2 separate regions of the Pan troglodytes genome follow, and region 1 is linked to region 2. A link is a contact called in public Hi-C data. All regions are on one chromosome and are shown on one strand. The core of a region is the stretch at or near the end of the contact, and the rest is flanking DNA. Distances in the headings are between cores, read along the strand shown. Region 1 overlaps SGMS2 (sphingomyelin synthase 2). Region 2 has its middle 41 kb from the start of PAPSS1.

Region 1 (4,857 bases), core at 2,293-4,792, 150 kb before region 2:
AGGTGTCTTTCTTTCCTTTGTGGCTCATGCAATTTCTTCTGCCTGCAATTCCAGTAAGAATGGAGACTCTGGGAATGGATTTCAGAATTATTCAGGAGGAATAATTTTCAGGATGTGTGAGTGATCAAATCTAGGGGCCAAGCAAGTCAAAGAGTGAAAGAAGAGCTCAGAAGTTGAACACATTTAAGAGGAAAGATGAAAATTTTGGTTCAGTGGTGTCAGTAGTCAACTAGATGGAAGTGTAAGAAGGAAGATGGAAATGGGAGACTACAAAATAGGAAACAGAGCTACAAAGAGAAATAAAGTAATCCAAAGAAAGAGCATTTATTAGTGGACACCAAGAGTTGGACGTAGATCCTTTGGAAATGTAATATTTCAATTGCTCACAAATTCTCCAAATTGACAATATGGCAAGTCTATTCAAAGATAAGTAAGTCATGGTACACAGACCAACTCTATTACACCAAGGACACATACCAAGACTAGGAGAAAAGAGAGACTGGGAGGAATAATTCTGCCTTCGGACCAGAGGAAGAGAGCAAGAGTTAGAGACGGCTTCCTGGAAGAGGTGGCATTTGAGCTAGCTCTTTAAGTTTCAATGGGAGAAGAAAGAAAAGGCATCTGGAAACAAGGAAGCAGCAGTAGCAAATGAGGAAGAATCAGAAGGGAAGCCAGAGAGCACCATTATCACCAGAGGATATACCAAATCCAGTCATTCATAAGCTATTTATTTTGTGTGATTTTAAACAATAGCTGCTATCGGCTGGGCACGGTGGTTCACGCCTGTAATCCTGGCACTTTGGGAGGCCAAGGCGGGAGGATCACCTGAGGTCAGGAGTTCAAGGCCAGCCCGGCCAACATGGTGAAACCCTGTCTCTACTAAAAATACAAAATAAAAATTAGCCAGGCGTGGTGTCGTGCACCTGTAATCCCAGCTATTTGGGAGGCTGAGGCACAAGAATCGCTTGAACTTGGAAGGTGGAGGTTGCAGTAAGCCAAGATTGCACCACTGTACTCCAGCTTGGGCAATAGAACAAGACTCTGTCTCAAAAAAAAAAAAAATTAAAAAAGTAGCTATTACCTTCTCCTTAAAATTAATTTAAGTTGAAGGCAGGATTATGTCTTACCCAGCTGCACTACAATGCTTTTACAGAGAAGGTTCCTAAATTTTAATTTAGTACATATATTTCTTCATTCTAGTTTAAGTTACCTGAATTAGCAATGCACTGTGCTCCATAACCTTATGGCATTTTTATCCATAAATGGCATTTATATTTGTGAAGTTCTTTGCTTTATTTTAAAAAGCAGTAATGGATATATGTTTAAGTGAATGTGGCAACATCGGTTATCCCCATTAGGCTATCTAAAACCCCATGACATGAAAAGGGTCCACTGCATTCAAAGAAAAGAAATTATCCAAGCATCTTCACTGCTCTCACCTTTTCATTGGCCATTGAATGGTACCACCAAAACAGTCGTGTTGTGATATAATAAGCAATGATCACATCGATAGTGTAGTGTTCGTGTGCTACAAGAATGCAGATGATCCCGGCAGCACTCAGCAGCCAGCAGATTAAATGATACCACCAGAAGTGACGAGGCGAATCTGGACAGTAGAAAAATTACAGAGTTAATAAGATTCCCAGAGATGAAAGTAATGATTACAGTCTGTCCTAACGACCTTAAGTAGAATAACCCAGGATCAGGAAGTCACCAGAAGGATAAAACTGATAACCTAAACTGAGTCACTATGAACTGCCCAGGATCTGCTCAGGTAGGAGGGAGGCAGAGGGGCTCCCTGGCAGTGGGCGTAATAGTCATTCACTGGGGAAGCTGGTAACACTAGACATTCTAGGCCTTACCCACGTGAATAAGCTGTTTAATAAGAAAGAACAGAATTGTTTCTTATTAGGTTTGCTGGAATTGCTGCATACTGGCTCACATAAAGGAGCCACTTTCCCACTGGAAAGAAAGATAGTAGGGGTCAAAAGAAAAGGTGGTTGTCTATGAAAATAAGGGGGGAAATGGGAAAGCAGGAGTAATTTCAGGTTTTAAATTTATATTATTTCTCCAGGGGTATGTGTAGGGTAAGGGGGTCAGAAGGAATGGCATTGTGGCTAGCAATATTTTGATTCTCAGCAATTTTACACTGTTATTGCCAATAGAAACTATAAAACATTCCCTCTGTAAAGGTTAGGGTTCCTAACCATTCACTTATGGACTCAGCCTTCCTGGTAAGGCCACTTAAAAGTTCATTCTACTTACTAGCTGTAAGAGACAACTGTGGCACTCACTGGTTTAAACATGATGGTCCTCCCCTTCTCACACAAGTGTTAATGACAAATATAACTGAAACCAGAGTTCATCTCTAGCAGCTTGGTGATCTGTTTTATTTTAAAGCTGTATTAGCTCACAATAAAAGTTAATCCAATAAACTGAAATTGATTTCATATTTAACTATGTTTACATTTATAGTGATATTTACATTCACATGTAGAAAGATGATTGAATAGCAAAAGGATCCATTTCCAGAACTTTATATTTATTTATTTATTTTTTGAGAGGGAGTTTCGCTCTTGTCGCCCATGCTGGAGTGCAATGGCACGATCTTGGCTCACTGCAACCTCTGTCCCCTGGGTTCAAGCGATTCTCCTCCTTTAGCCTCCCGAATAGCTGGGATTACAGGGGTGCGCCATTATGCCTGGCTAATTTTGTACTATTAGTAGAGATGGGGTTTCACCATGTTGGCCAGGCTGGTCTTGAACTCCTGACCTCAGGTGACCTGCCTGCCTCAGCCTCCCAAAGTGCTGGGATTATAGGCATGGGCCACTGTGCCCAGCCCATTTCCAGAACTTTAAATGAAATACCAAATCAGGTATCATTCAAATATAATCTCTTGGTAAAACTAGCCGTTGCTCTGTTGGTCCCAAATGGCACACAGTAAGAAAATAAACCTGTAGGGCATTTGAAAGTCTGATTTTCTAATTTTGGATATATTCCTTATTACTTGTCAGTTACTTCATTCTGCAACTAAGTTCTGGAAGAAAACTCATGGAATCTCAGAATTTTAATGGGAGAGGCCTTACTCTTGCAGTCTTAGGAGCCAGATCCAGTCCCCATAACTGTTGTGTTAGACTCAGGACATTAAAAATTGAATGAACATTGAGAAATCTGGAGGTCTCACTAAATATGCGTTCCCCAGCACCTCAGACCCTACCCGCCTCCCACCCCCAAGGTCTCTTAGCAACCCTGCTTCCCAACTTACAGGTCATCTGGGATTTACCTTAGAAGTTTAAAATGTTTAGGCAAACTAGAACTATTTTGCATTTGTTTATTCACAAGAAGCAAAGTTGAAGTAGGTCCAGAGGTGGCCTGAATCTTCTTTTTACTACTCACGGAATTGCAAGTGAGGTTTTAGGAACGGCTGGAAACCCCAGCAGTGCTTTCTCATAAAAATGTATTTCCTATTATGCTACCACATTGGGCCCACCACTCATTAACTGAGAACACTGGCTGACCCAAAGAAAAGATTGAATAGAAGCTGTTTTGAAATAGAATGGCAAAATGGTAATCCTCTTCTCATTCATCCCATAGGGATAACAATGAGCTAGGTGATGACACAAATAATAGTTAACATCACTGTCTGTGTGGAATTCTAGCCCTAGGGCGCATTAAATAATAGAGACTTGGTAGGGTGGCCAGGTGAAAAAACAAAAAACCAAAAAACTGTTCTCTACTAGCCAGATGATTGGCACTAACAGCTAGTCTGATTTCTCCAGGCTAATTTTATCATGAACCTACCCCCCAATTATAATATTTGCACGACTGTATGAAGCCCTCCCTTGCTAACCCCGAAATGGTCCTGGTGCCACATCTTCATGTGCTCTCACAACTAAATTTAAATCTACTCATGACAACAGAGCAAACAAGGAAAAGAGCCCAAACTGATCAAAAGGCGGGAAAGTAAAAAAATATATATATAAATGATACATCTAATTCTAGAAGCAGACTTTTCAAAGAAACCACTGGAACCACTGCTTACTCAGAACAAGAACATATGGTATAATTTAGAAGATAAATGTTTTTCCTAATTGCATAGAAAAAAACAGACACAAACATGGAATGCTCTGCTTACATACAAAACTGACTATAAACTGAGTTTGTGTTAAGTATTACAGATTTGTCCCTCTATTTCTAATCAAAAGTTGGAGAAAGCAGAATGGTATTCCTTGCACACTATATATAAATGTACACAATTTTAGAAACCTCTAGTCAAAATCATGTCTTGGGAAAAAATGTCTCTACATACTGAGAGGCCTTCATTAAAGTATAAAATCAATCACAAGTTGCCTTGCTGTTGCTCTGAGATGAAAGAATGTACAATAATGAGCAATGTCCCTGCTTATAGATAAGTAGACTATTCCTTGGCAATACAATAGAGTTAGCCAGCTTGAATTTCCAAAGTTCTAAACAGAGCCAAGAAATTAAAAGCAAAACCCCTGGATTCAGCCTGCTTCAACATGAATACCTGCTTCTCAAAATGATGGCTGTGCACTGTGGCCAAGTCACTTTCTCTAAGCTTAAGTTTACTCATCTGAAAAATGGGAAAAAATACTGCATCCCTCAGAGGGTGGTTTTAAGGATCAAATGAGTTAATGTACATCAAGGCCCTAGAATAGTGCCTGGGACAGAGTATTATGTCTATTTGCTATTATTGTTTATGAAGTTTGGCAGTGTCCCCACCCAAATCTCATCTTGAATTGTAGCTCCCATAATTCTCATGTGCTGTGGGAGGGACCTGGTGGGAAATAACTGAATCATGGGGGTGGTTTCCCCCATACCGTTCTTGTGGTAGTG
Region 2 (4,432 bases), core at 1,851-4,350:
AGAAACCTATGGAAATACAAAATTTAAAAGGAATTTTTTTATTTCATGTATAAATTAGAAATGAATTCACGTATTCTGTACTGGAAAACTATTATTCTGTTAGGCATTCTTTCATGCACAGTCTCTAGTTAATCTACTAAATTATCAGCTCACTTTATATCTTTGACTTCCCCTAAATAGTGTCTCCTTTCCCAACATTTTAGATAAGAGAAAGCTTGCTGCCCAGGCAGAATCCCCTGAGCAGCTGCACTTGCCTCATTCTCTGCAGCCCCTTCTGCTTTGTTGACCTTCCTCAAGACCTTTCAATATAAATATCTGAGGTTTTGTTTCCAAGTCTTTCTTCCAGACTATGGAGTGCAGCTGAGAAAAAAATATATGTAAAGCTCATTGACTCTCTATCTATTTCATTCCCAACACTGTCTCAGTTTTACTCCCTAGGAAACTTCCTTACCAATTGGTGATGAAGAACATTCCAAATCTTCATCACTTTTATCAAGCCTGTCATTGTGGGTATTCTGCCTTTATCTCTGCCCTATCAGAGAAAATAACAACAGCTACCATCTAATGAGCACTTGCTGCCAAACATTTTACACAAAACAACACAATAGATCTTTTTATTCCCTTTTTTTTTGTAGGTGATGAACCAGAACTTCAGAGAGAAAAAGAAACATACTCAAGGGCATACAGCTCATGCCTTCATACAGCTCATCAGACATATTCGATTCATGCCTCATTATCCTTTTTTCCCTTTATTCTTTTAAAATATAATATTTGATACATACACAAAGATATAATGTATAATGTACAATCAGCCCTCAGTATCCACAGGGAATTGATTCCAGAATCCCCTGGGATACCCAAATCTGTGGATGTTTGGGTTCCTTATATAAAATGGTATAGTATTTGCATTTCACCTGTGCATATTCTCTTGCATAATTTAAATCATCTCTAGGTTACTTATAGTAACCAGTACAGTTTAAATACTATGTAAATAGTCATTTTACTGTATTGTTAGTTTGTATGTTTTTAAATATTTTTCAATCTGTAGTCAGTTCACTCCAGGGATGCAGAACCCGTGAATATGGAGGGCTGACCACATAGATAATTAAAGCTAAATAACACAATGAATGTTCAAAATTCCATCTTCTAATGTAGAAACTAGAATATAACCAGCACTGTTGCACTTACCTATGTTTTTCTCCCTTCTGTCACTCTGCGGCCTTCCCCAACTTTCTGAGGTAACCACTGTTTTCAGTTTTTTATTTACCATTCTCTTGCTATTGTTTAGCTTTTAATTTTAAAAATAATGTAAAGCACAGGAAAGTTTCAAGAACATTACAAAATTTCCTGTACACCATTCACCAGATTCAATTATTATCACTTGCCAAATTTGCTTTCTTGTTATCTCTTTTTATGCATGTTTTGTTGTTTGAACCATTTGAGAATAAGTTGCAGATATGACATCTCATTGCCTAAATACTTGAGCATATGTTTTCTAAGAATGAGAATATTCAATTATCAAAATTAGAAAATTTAACACTAATGTAATACTTTACCTACTCTATAATTTATTTTAAAATTTCTTCAGTTGTCCTAATAAAATAGTCCTAATAAAAATATCCTTTATAGCCACCCTGTTCTACCCTTCTATCTCCTCCTCCCCCGGTACAGGATCCAATCCAGGATCCCGTATTGCATTTAGTTGTCATGTCCCTTTTGTTTCCCTTAATCTGGAACAGTTCCTAAGTCTATCTTTATATTTCTTGACCTTGACATTTTTTAACGGTTCAGACCAATTATTTTGTAGGACGTCCTTGAATGTAGGTTTTCTTCATGGGATGTTTCGTCATGATTGCATTTAGGTTATCCATTTTTTATCAGGAATACTATTTAGATGAGGTTGTGTTCTTTCCCATGCAACACAACAGAAATAATAAAATATCAGTTTTTTCCAATTTTGATATTGTCAACTTTGATTACTTGGTTAAGGTGATGTCTTCAAGGTTTATTCACTCTAATAGTACTGTTTTTTCTTCTTTGTAATAAAGTAATTCAAGTAGAAGTAGTTTGAGAGGATGTAACTACTCTGTTGTTTACCAAATTGCAACCCACTAGTTTTGGCATTGGTTGGCAATTTTGTCTGAATCAGTTATTACTATGATGATTGCCAAATGGTGATTTTCTACCTTCATCTTTCCATCTACATAAGATTTTACTCTAAGGTAGAAAGATTTTTTCCCTATTTATTTATTATAAATAGAAATTTATCTGTTTAATTTTAGTATAAACTTTTCTCATTGATCACCATTGCCATCTGTTATATATCAAGTTTCCATATATTCTTTGGTCTTTCTGGGTTCTCTCTTTCGTTCAGTTGGTCATTTGGCTTTTCCCTATGCCAAAATACTATCTGAATTATTATGGCTTCATCATTAGTTTCAATATCTTGTTGGCCAAGTTTCCATTTTTAATTGAGGCATGCCATGGATATTCTTGCTTTTCCATAAATTTCAGAATTATGTTGAAATTGTCATGTTTCACAAAATTTCTATTGATATTTTGATTGTGATTATATTAGCTCTCTTGATCAATTTGAGGAGAACTGACTTTGAAAAAAATTGAGTTTTCCTTTCCATGAACACAGCCTATTTAGATCTGAGTGTATTTTAATAACGTTTCATAACGTTTCTGTACAGGCTTTATTATTATTTATTAAATTAATTTTAGGTATTCTATTTTTGAGCTATTTAAATGGAATCTCTTTACATTAAATTTTCTTTGTGCTTGTTATGCTATAGAAATGTTTACTGAGTACTTGTTAGATTTTTATAGAAATGCAGCTGAATTTTGCATAGCAATGATATGGTAAACTTACTGCTTCTAATAGGTTGTCTTTGGAATTTTTGTATACACTATTGTATCATTTGTAAAATAATGAAGTCCTTTGTCTTCCTTTCCAACCTTTCATCTTTGATTTATTTTTCTTGTTTTTCAGTGGGAATTTAATAAAAAGAGTAGGAGAATGCACAGTCCTGGAGATATTGCTTCACTATGCGAATCAATCCTGGTCCTAGCAGTTTGGCACCACCTGGCGGTGATTGTCCACTCCAACCTAAATATTGACAGGATTGATTCCGGGCCTGTAGTTGACTGGACGTCAGGAAAGCAGTAATGATTCCAGGAAATTCCTAGCTAGATAGTGCAAATTTTGTTGGCCCAGTTTGGGAATATTGAATGGGGCAATTACTGAGCAAGCGGGATTCGAACTCCACTTCTCCTGTGGATTTTGTGCTAGTTTGCTGCCTGGCTGCCCTATCTATTATGTACCCTATTCCATCCCCCAACCTCAGAACAAAAGCAATATTCCTCCTCCCTATCTGTTCTACATGTAGGATAGAGTGGTGGATGGGAGCGAAACATCCATTTTATAGTTTTAGAATTTATGTTATCCTGGATATATTTCCATAAGGTTATACTATATTTAAGTATTTGTATATATTTTCTCTCTCCTTCCATTATAATCTAGGCTTCAAAAAGGTAAGGATTTTTATGTTTTCTTCCCAGTGAGTAGAAGAGTCCCTAGCATGCAGACACTCAAAAATAGTTGTTGAATAAGATGAGTGAATGAATATTGAAATCTTCCATTATATGGTAGATTTGTCCATTTCTTCCTGTAATTCTATCAATTATTGCTTTATATTTTTAAGGCTCTTTTATCAAGCACATACAAAACTGAAATCATTAAAGCTTCTTGGTGAACTTAGTTTTCCTTAATAATGTTTTGGGGTGATTTGTTTTTGTTTTTATATTTTTGGTCATAAACTTGTTTCAATACTAATATTCCATCAAGATTTCTTTTGGTTAATATCTGTCAGGTATATCTTTTTACTAACTTTTTACTATGTCCTTATGTTTTATGTCCCCGTATTCTAAACAGTATTTAGTTGGATTTTTTAAATACAACTGGACAATCAACCATTTAACAGTGAGTTAAGTTTATTTATGATTATGAATATTATTGATGCTCAGTTTATTTCTACATACCTTTAAAACCTGTTTAATCTGTTTATTGATTAAAAAATTAAACAGTTACATTTCTAGAAGATCCTTCTGTTTCTTTTTCTAATAATATTTCTGTAGCCTTTTTTGTCTACTTATTTTTATAGTTCTGTTGTTTATTTTTTTAAACATTCTATACCCAATCCACCACTGGAATAAAATTATAATATTTATACTATGTAATATTTATACAATGCTAATATAACTGGTACATATATTAGGTAAACACATATATGCCAGGTATTCTTACAAAATTAATAATATATTCTCTTTAACTCAGTGTATTCAAAATATCATCATGCCAACCAGGTACTTTTTCTTTTTTTTAAGATGGAGTCTCGCTCTGTCGCTGGAGTGCAGTGGCGCAATCTTG

What was found. A called contact is a pair of places that touch in the nucleus more often than the background predicts.
Region 1: a Hi-C map of induced pluripotent stem cells shows a contact between it and region 2, with 3 times the contacts expected there. The contact joins two enhancer-like sites. A contact is called at or near these places in 5 of 7 Hi-C or Micro-C datasets (blood, induced pluripotent stem cells, a lymphoblastoid cell line and 1 more) and 1 of 1 other capture datasets (stem cell-derived neural stem cells).

What each region holds. Positions count from the first base shown.
Region 1 is chr3:109,366,411-109,371,267 of NHGRI_mPanTro3-v2.0_pri, reverse strand. SGMS2 (sphingomyelin synthase 2) reads right to left here. Exons shown (of 7, transcript NM_001280493.1): 6 at 1,440-1,606. Among named protein-coding and RNA genes, the nearest start is that of CYP2U1, 24 kb to the left of the region's middle. Within about 2 kb of position 3,542, at least 1 of the 24 cell types and tissues checked has an H3K27ac peak or open chromatin away from gene starts, as enhancers often do. A contact at or near this core is called in induced pluripotent stem cells, where this site is marked.
Region 2 is chr3:109,220,464-109,224,895 of NHGRI_mPanTro3-v2.0_pri, reverse strand. No RefSeq gene overlaps it. Among named protein-coding and RNA genes, the nearest start is that of PAPSS1, 41 kb to the right of the region's middle. Within about 2 kb of position 3,100, at least 1 of the 24 cell types and tissues checked has an H3K27ac peak or open chromatin away from gene starts, as enhancers often do. A contact at or near this core is called in induced pluripotent stem cells, where this site is marked.